Regions from separate parts of the Hordeum vulgare genome. Here region 1 is linked to region 2. Evidence: chromatin contacts called from public Hi-C data. All regions are on one chromosome and are shown on one strand. Each heading gives the region's core, a stretch centred on a gene start, on an enhancer-like site or on the middle of the called end of the contact. The rest is flanking DNA. Distances are from core to core; before and after follow the strand shown. Region 1 has its middle 130 kb from the start of LOC123425116. Region 2 has its middle 45 kb from the start of LOC123429635.

Region 1 (3,497 bases), core at 393-2,892, 230 kb after region 2:
TCCTCGTTGATTTCTGGTTGAAGCTTTTTAAACATATGGTTGAAGCTTTTGTGTCAACGATTGCAGCTTTTTGTGTTTCGCTGTCGGTTGATGCTTTTTATATCGTCGGTTTAAGCTTTTTTCTAGCCGGTTTAAACTTTTTTCATCACCGGTTGCAGCATTCGCGGTTTGCGTGATGGTGGCTCTTAATTCCCCTCGTCTCTGGTTGAAGCTTTCGACAATGCCGGTTGTAGCATTTTTTATCGCCGGTCTGAAGCCTTTTTCGTCGCCGGTTGCAACATCATCGTCTCTGTCATAGCTTTTCGTCTTCAACACAGGTGGCATCCGATGCGACTCCGTCGCGGCCGGCGGAACAAGATCCAACAGGGGAGGCACGCCGGCTTGAAGGAACACCGCGGATCTGACCGACGAAGGCAGGGACCGACGATGTCGACGGCAGCGGCGCACGGGCGTGTGGGGGAAAGGGGAAGTACGCGAGGGGGCGATGACGGCCTATGCAAAGGGAAACGCGCGATCCATGCAGATCAAACGAACGATGCGCGTCCGTTCGAAACGGTTCGACCGACGCGTCGTGTATAAACGTTTTCCTTATTAGTTTGATACGTGTTAGCTAGCCTCTTAACGAAGCATCCACCTGCATATCAGCTTATGCGCTAGTTCTCTATGTTTGTTGGTCTACCTATTACGCGTTTATTGCCGAAAGATATTGGGCGCCATCATCGGTTCGCGGCGTATGCCAACAATCAAGAGGCGGCTCGACGGGCCGGAGCTCAGGCAAGTAGCTGAACAGGAGACGCAGGCGGCGCCCCATCTCTCGACCAGAGCCGACCTCTGAAGTGCAGCAGCACCTCGCGAAGTGCATCTCGTCCCAATCATTATCAAAAAGATATCCCGTCTTCAGGGCGTCTGAGATTAATAATAAAACAACGAACTACCTTAAATGCCCCCAACTACCCAATATACTACCAGAAATTTGATGTAGTATTATCTTATCTGAGCCATCCGAACCATTAAAATAAACGGTCCAAATTGACTTGATGTACCGTAAAAAGTCTCTAAAAATAACCTTTGATTAAAAAACAGTAAGGGAAACTTTGTAGCAGCATGGCCTTTGCTATTTATTTTTCCGATAGATATTTGCACTCACACATGCTATGACAAATTTTCTTGCACAACATACTATGTCATATAGTGACTTCATTTGGTCAAGCTTCAACCTGGCCTTTTTTTTTGTCCCGGCCTTGTTCAACAGACGTGACATTATCGTTCTTTAACGACGGGGTAATCAGCTAAGGACCTGGGAGTAAGGTTGTGATGCAATATGCCTGTCCAACTCATCAACAGCCAAGTGTATTTAATTAAGCGAGCAAGATTCATTAGCATGTTTCCATCACCGGACATGTGGTTGATCCAATGCCCCTCCACCGTTGGAGCTCTACACGCTACCATGGGTGAAAACATGTGGCCTTGCTGCCGCGCTCTGTGGCTGGAACTCTCTTTCTTTCTCCAAGATTCTCGCTAACGTTACGTTTTTCTCCCAAACATTACAGCTGATTTATTGGAGAAGTAGCCGTCACAGCTCATACACTGTGTAGAATCCTTTAGCATCTTCAAAGAGAGATCTTGATATGGAAGCTTACCTTTGGGTCGTTTTCTAGCTTGGTGCTAGTGGGGAATCGCTTTGTGGTGTGAATCTAACCATGGATGGTGTCCACTTGTTAATGAGCACGAATTATTCAGTATCCCCTTTACTCCTTTGGTAGTGCCCCTTTGCCGAAAATTCGTCCGGGAGTCATCGTCGTCGAGGAAAATGAAAATGACGGCGTCCTCTAGGCTGGTCTCGTTCGCCATGGATGTTAACTCAAGTATATTATTTTCGTTCAGCATATTTGCATAGCTCTAATCAAACTAGCACAGAGATGTTGGTTCAAACAAAAGTTGAGCAGTTTTGTAAATTCATCTAAAATTCCCGCATCTCAAACAGACCTTGACGGATCACAGGATGTAAAGAAGATAATTAATAGACCATGCCTTGCTAGTAGTACAAGTTCATAAAATACTGTAGGAAAACTCGACGTAGAATCAAACCCACTAAGGCCTTGTTCGGTTGCAACAGATTTGACAGGGATTGGAGTGAATTAGGGAGGATTAAATCTCCTGCAACACTAGTGGAAAACGGGCCTTTGGCCTGGACCCTTTAGTTCCGGCTTCCCTCTGGGCCGGGACTAAAGGCCCGGCCACGTCGCCCCAATTCCCAATGCCTCCCTCGAGCCTTTAGTCCCGGTTCGTGTCCCAAACCGGGACTAAAGGGCTACGCGGTGGGCAGCCCGCATGTGCGCCACCTTTAGTCCCGGTTTGTGTCTCAAACCGGGACTAAAGTCTTCTGCCTATATATATAGCACAACCCCCCTCTCCCCTCTTCCTTGCATTTTTCTTGGATGGAGGATTGTGGGTGGGTGCTTGCTCTCCACTTTTTTTGATGCACTAGAGGTGTTTGTTGAAATGTGTGTTAGAGCAATGCCGCTTCAGTTCACCGAACACAACTACGATATGAGATGTCTGAGCCACGCTTAAACCTCTTCCTCTTTATTTCTACTTATTCTAAAAGGTTAGCAACTATATTTCCTCGTTTAGACCGTGTTGTACTAATTTTTAGGATCGTGATTGTATTTGATATACTGTCGTATAACACAGATGAGCCATCCATGGATGTACGGTGATCGACGCACATCCGCTTACAGAGAATGCGTGCATTCTTTTCGAGATGCAACCGATGCGAACAAGCATGGTGGTGGCTATATGCTTTGTCCATGTGTTGAATGTCGGAATGAGAAGGATTACACTTCCTCAAGAGTCATTCAGAGCCACTTGCTTCGGTCCGGTTTTATGTCGGGCTATAATGTTTGGACCAAGAACGGAGAAAGATGGGTTATGATGGAAGACGACGATGAAGAAGAAGAGAACGATGATGACAACTAACGATCTATGTTCCCTGAGTATGCTGATACCGCAATGGAAGACAATGAAGAAGAAGATCAGGATGAAGAACGGGAACCAGATGAGCCCGCTGATGATCTTGGCCGGGTCATTTCTGATGCACGGCGAGGTTGCGACACAGAAAAGGAGAGGTTGCAGTTCGAGCAGATGTTACAGGACCACAACAAATTGTTGTACCCAACTTGTGAAGATGGCCAGAAGAAGATGGGTAGCACACTGGAAATGCTGAAGTGGAAGGCAGAGACCGGTGTGACTGACTCGTCATTCGAAAAGTTGCTGGTACTGATGAAAAAGATGCTTCCAAGAAAGAACGAATTGCCCGCCAGCACGTACGAAGCAAAGAAGCTTGTCTGCCCTCTAGGATTAGACGTGCAGAAGATACATGCATGCCCTAATGACTGCATCCTCTACCGCGGTGAGAAGTACAAAGAAGCTTGTCTGCCCTCTAGGATTAGACGTGCAGAAGATACATGCATGCCCTAATGACTGCATCCTCTACC
Region 2 (3,554 bases), core at 524-3,023:
TCCTCCTCCCACAGACCCAATTCCTTCATCAACAGTTGCACATCATCGATCTTAGATGGACCAGCTTTAGCCGATCTAGAAGTCCCGCTCGACGCCATCCTTGAGACTCTAACCCGATTGAGTTTCAGATCGGGTTGTGGTGGTAAAACCCTAAAACCCCAGCCTAGCACCCTCCGCACCCAGGAAGAGCGGGCGCAGGAACACACCCCCGAGGGAATAGGTGGGTAACTGGAATCGGCCGAGGTAGGGGGCGATGATCTCAACGGCAATGATGATCGCCACGAGGAGGAACAAAAACCCTAACGCGAGGGAAAAAATAAATTTGATAATAAACACACGTAACTTCCTACAGGGCCGGCCCATTGAAAGGATTCATACAAACGAGACGTGCTTTGTCTCGCAAATCTTATGTTTCGCCAACTACAAGATATAGAACAACGCTCGCTTTTGAGGCTTCCTAAATTTATGAGCTGCCCACAACCAAGGTTCCTACTTTCATTTTCATTTTACAAGTTTGATTTTTTTATTATATCGAGCTCTTTTTAGTTATCATGTTTTCTAACCTTTTGTTTCTTCTATTTTTTATTTTTGTTTTTTACTTTTTCTTTCGGATTTTCTAAGTATTTTTTATTTCCACTTTCTATTTATTCTATTTTCATATGTTTCTTTATTTTCTACTAAAAATATATTTTATAAATGTAATGATATTTAAAATATGCCAGTAACATTTTTCATAAAATTAAATTTATATTTCCTCTATAAATGAGGATTTGTTTGAAAAACGTGACCATTTCTTTAATTACATAAATATTTTTAAAATACATGGTCAACAAAATTGAGTACCAGATAGGAAAATCGAATTACACTATAAATATTTCTGAAATACAATGTAAATAATTTAATGCACATAGTTTCAAATCATGATTATCTACTTTGATAGAGTATTATGATTTTTAATTAATGATTAATATTTTAAAATACCTCATCTATTTCATATTAATTGACACTAATTTATTACAAAGTTATACTAAATAAGCGACAACTAGTATGGAATCAACGGAGTATGTGATAAGAAAAACGTTAATACATGATCAACAATTTTTTGACACTCTAGTGATTTTGTTTCTACCTCAAATGTAGTAACATCTCTTTTAACAAATGATTGACATTTCTGTAAAAAAAGATGAGCATTTTTAAATACTTGGTGAACATTTTCTAATAGGTGATACACATTTTTTAAGCCACAATCAATATTCTCTAAATACATGATAAACATTTCCTATGAATATTTTCGACAAACAAGATGAATCTTTCTTAAATACACGATTAATATTAAGAGATGATGTATAATATTACACGCTGAACATTTTCAATATACAACTATAAAACTTTTAAAAATACCCGATGGATATTTTCAATAGATGTTCAATCTTTTTCAATACACATACAAGATCATTTTCTAAATACACATGAACATTTTTAATATACAACTACGAAATAGTTTAAAAATACCTAATGAACATTTATAATACATGGTGAATATTTTGTTAGTACACGTACAGAATTGTTTTCTAAACACACATGAACATATATATTTTTGCATACATGAACAATTCTATCTTTCAGAACTAAAAAGAAGAAACGTAAAAACTAAAGGAAAAGGAGATAGAACTGATGTGCACCTATAAGATCATTTTCTAAACTCACTGGGAGGAAGCACGATGCAGCCATGTTGATTTGCCTGGCCCTGGATCGCACACTGAAGGTGACACATCCCACGCGTATCGGACCTAGTCAGGCTCCGCACACCCCTCAGACAATAGTTGGATCGGCCCAGTACGTTTAGCCACCGATTTTGGAAACTTTCTACGAGGTTTTTGAAATGTTTTTTGTTTTTTATTTTTATCAATTTTTTTTCGTTTTTATGTTACCTTTCCTTTTTTCCCTTTTTCTTTTATGCTTCTTTATTTTCCTTTTTCGTTTAAAGAAAAGGTAAGTTCATGTTGAAAAAATTGTTCTTTAAATTTAAAAAATGTTTCTTCTTTTTACAAAAACGTCTTAACTTTTAAATAGTGGCTGCGTTTAAAAACATTCATAACATCAAAAAATTCAATAAATTAATAATATGATCATCACTTAATAAAGTTGCCGAAGTTAAAAAAAAAAACTGTAGGTTCAAATTACAATTCGACTCAAACGCATAACTCTTCACTGATTATATTCTAACTAGAGCCTGATTCGTTTATTCAACACTTCAGAATCATTACCCGGAGACTCAGAGGGCACCGGTCAAGATCGAAAATTGCTCTGAGTCGGGTCGAACAGATGTTCGGATTCGAAACACGCGTACTGTAAGAATCGAACTTCTGCACGAGGACATGCGCTAAGCCAAACACGTGAGTTCGCTTACCGCAGACGCTCACGGAGCTGCTGGCTCAATCGTGAGTTTGTCCAGCATTTCCGACCACGAGCATGAACCCGTCTGTCCCAGCTAGCACGAGAGAACTAGTTCCCCGCGACTCGTAAATACTCCAGTTTGATTGAACAACGTCACAAACGCGCAGGCAAACCTGAACCTTAGATCCTAATGGTAGCATGATTGGCGCCGATGCGTCACTCGTAGCAGAAGATCGCAATGGATGCTTCCATAGATCGATGTCTGCCAGCGCACAACATCTGGGACCCACGGCCGGCTCCTACCGAGTTTAATAAGTACACGTCATAGGGTCAAACCCGTCAATGATTAGAGCAATGGCTCAAATTGACAAGGCTGACCAAAGCAACGCACGGTCGCCTCTGAATTATTGTATACTTCCCTCCAGACAAACGAACAATTTTTTTTGTAGTGAAGAAAATATCCGATCAAAATCTGCATGACACACAACGACGGAGGCTGGAACTCAAGCCGGGCCAACTATGTCAGCTATAGTATTTTAATAAGGACCAGGTGTGCTAAATAAGTATACTCCCTTCGTTCAATAGTATAAAAGCATTTTTGTTGTGTCAAAAACATATTGATAAAAAGGTTAAAATATTGTGATGATTCTTATAAAATACTCCCTTTATGAACTAATATAAGAAAACATATTGATAAAAAAGTTAAAATATTGTGATGATTCTTATAAAATACTCCCTTTGTGAACTACTATAAGAACGTTTAGATCACTATAGAGGAAGTAGTAGTAGTTTTTTTGCGCCTGTACTTCTTACCTATTAAATAAGATGTATTTGTGTTCACATGAAGAAAAACTGAATCTAATTAAATTAATTTGATGATATAAATGATACAATTCTTTTGTAGAAAAGACCTCGGATCAACTGGTTTTTCTTTAGAAAAAGGGACGATGATCTCCGGCTTCTGCATCTAGAATATGCATGCAACCACTTTACTAATTATTCACAAAGATCTTACAAAGCAATACATCAATATGTCTGAAGCCGCCCTCTTGGCAACATCTGTCGATACTCTTATCCAATGATGAAGGGGTGCAGAAAGTGTGAGCCACATACCCAGACCTCTCACCTAGCCTAACATCTAATGCTGGAGGCCCCGG

The links. Hi-C and Micro-C count contacts between places; a contact is called where the count stands out from the background.
Region 1: a contact with region 2 is called in a Hi-C map of leaf, with 6 times the contacts expected there. The contact joins two enhancer-like sites. A contact is called at or near these places in 2 of 6 Hi-C or Micro-C datasets (leaf and seedling).

Annotation. Positions count from the first base shown.
Region 1 is chr2H:74,739,694-74,743,190 of MorexV3_pseudomolecules_assembly, forward strand. No RefSeq gene overlaps it. Among protein-coding and RNA genes, the nearest start is that of LOC123425116, 130 kb to the right of the region's middle. Within about 2 kb of position 1,643, at least 2 of the 3 cell types and tissues checked have open chromatin away from gene starts, as enhancers often do. A contact at or near this core is called in leaf, where this site is marked.
Region 2 is chr2H:74,513,503-74,517,056 of MorexV3_pseudomolecules_assembly, forward strand. No RefSeq gene overlaps it. Among protein-coding and RNA genes, the nearest start is that of LOC123429635, 45 kb to the left of the region's middle. Within about 2 kb of position 1,774, at least 2 of the 3 cell types and tissues checked have open chromatin away from gene starts, as enhancers often do. A contact at or near this core is called in leaf, where this site is marked.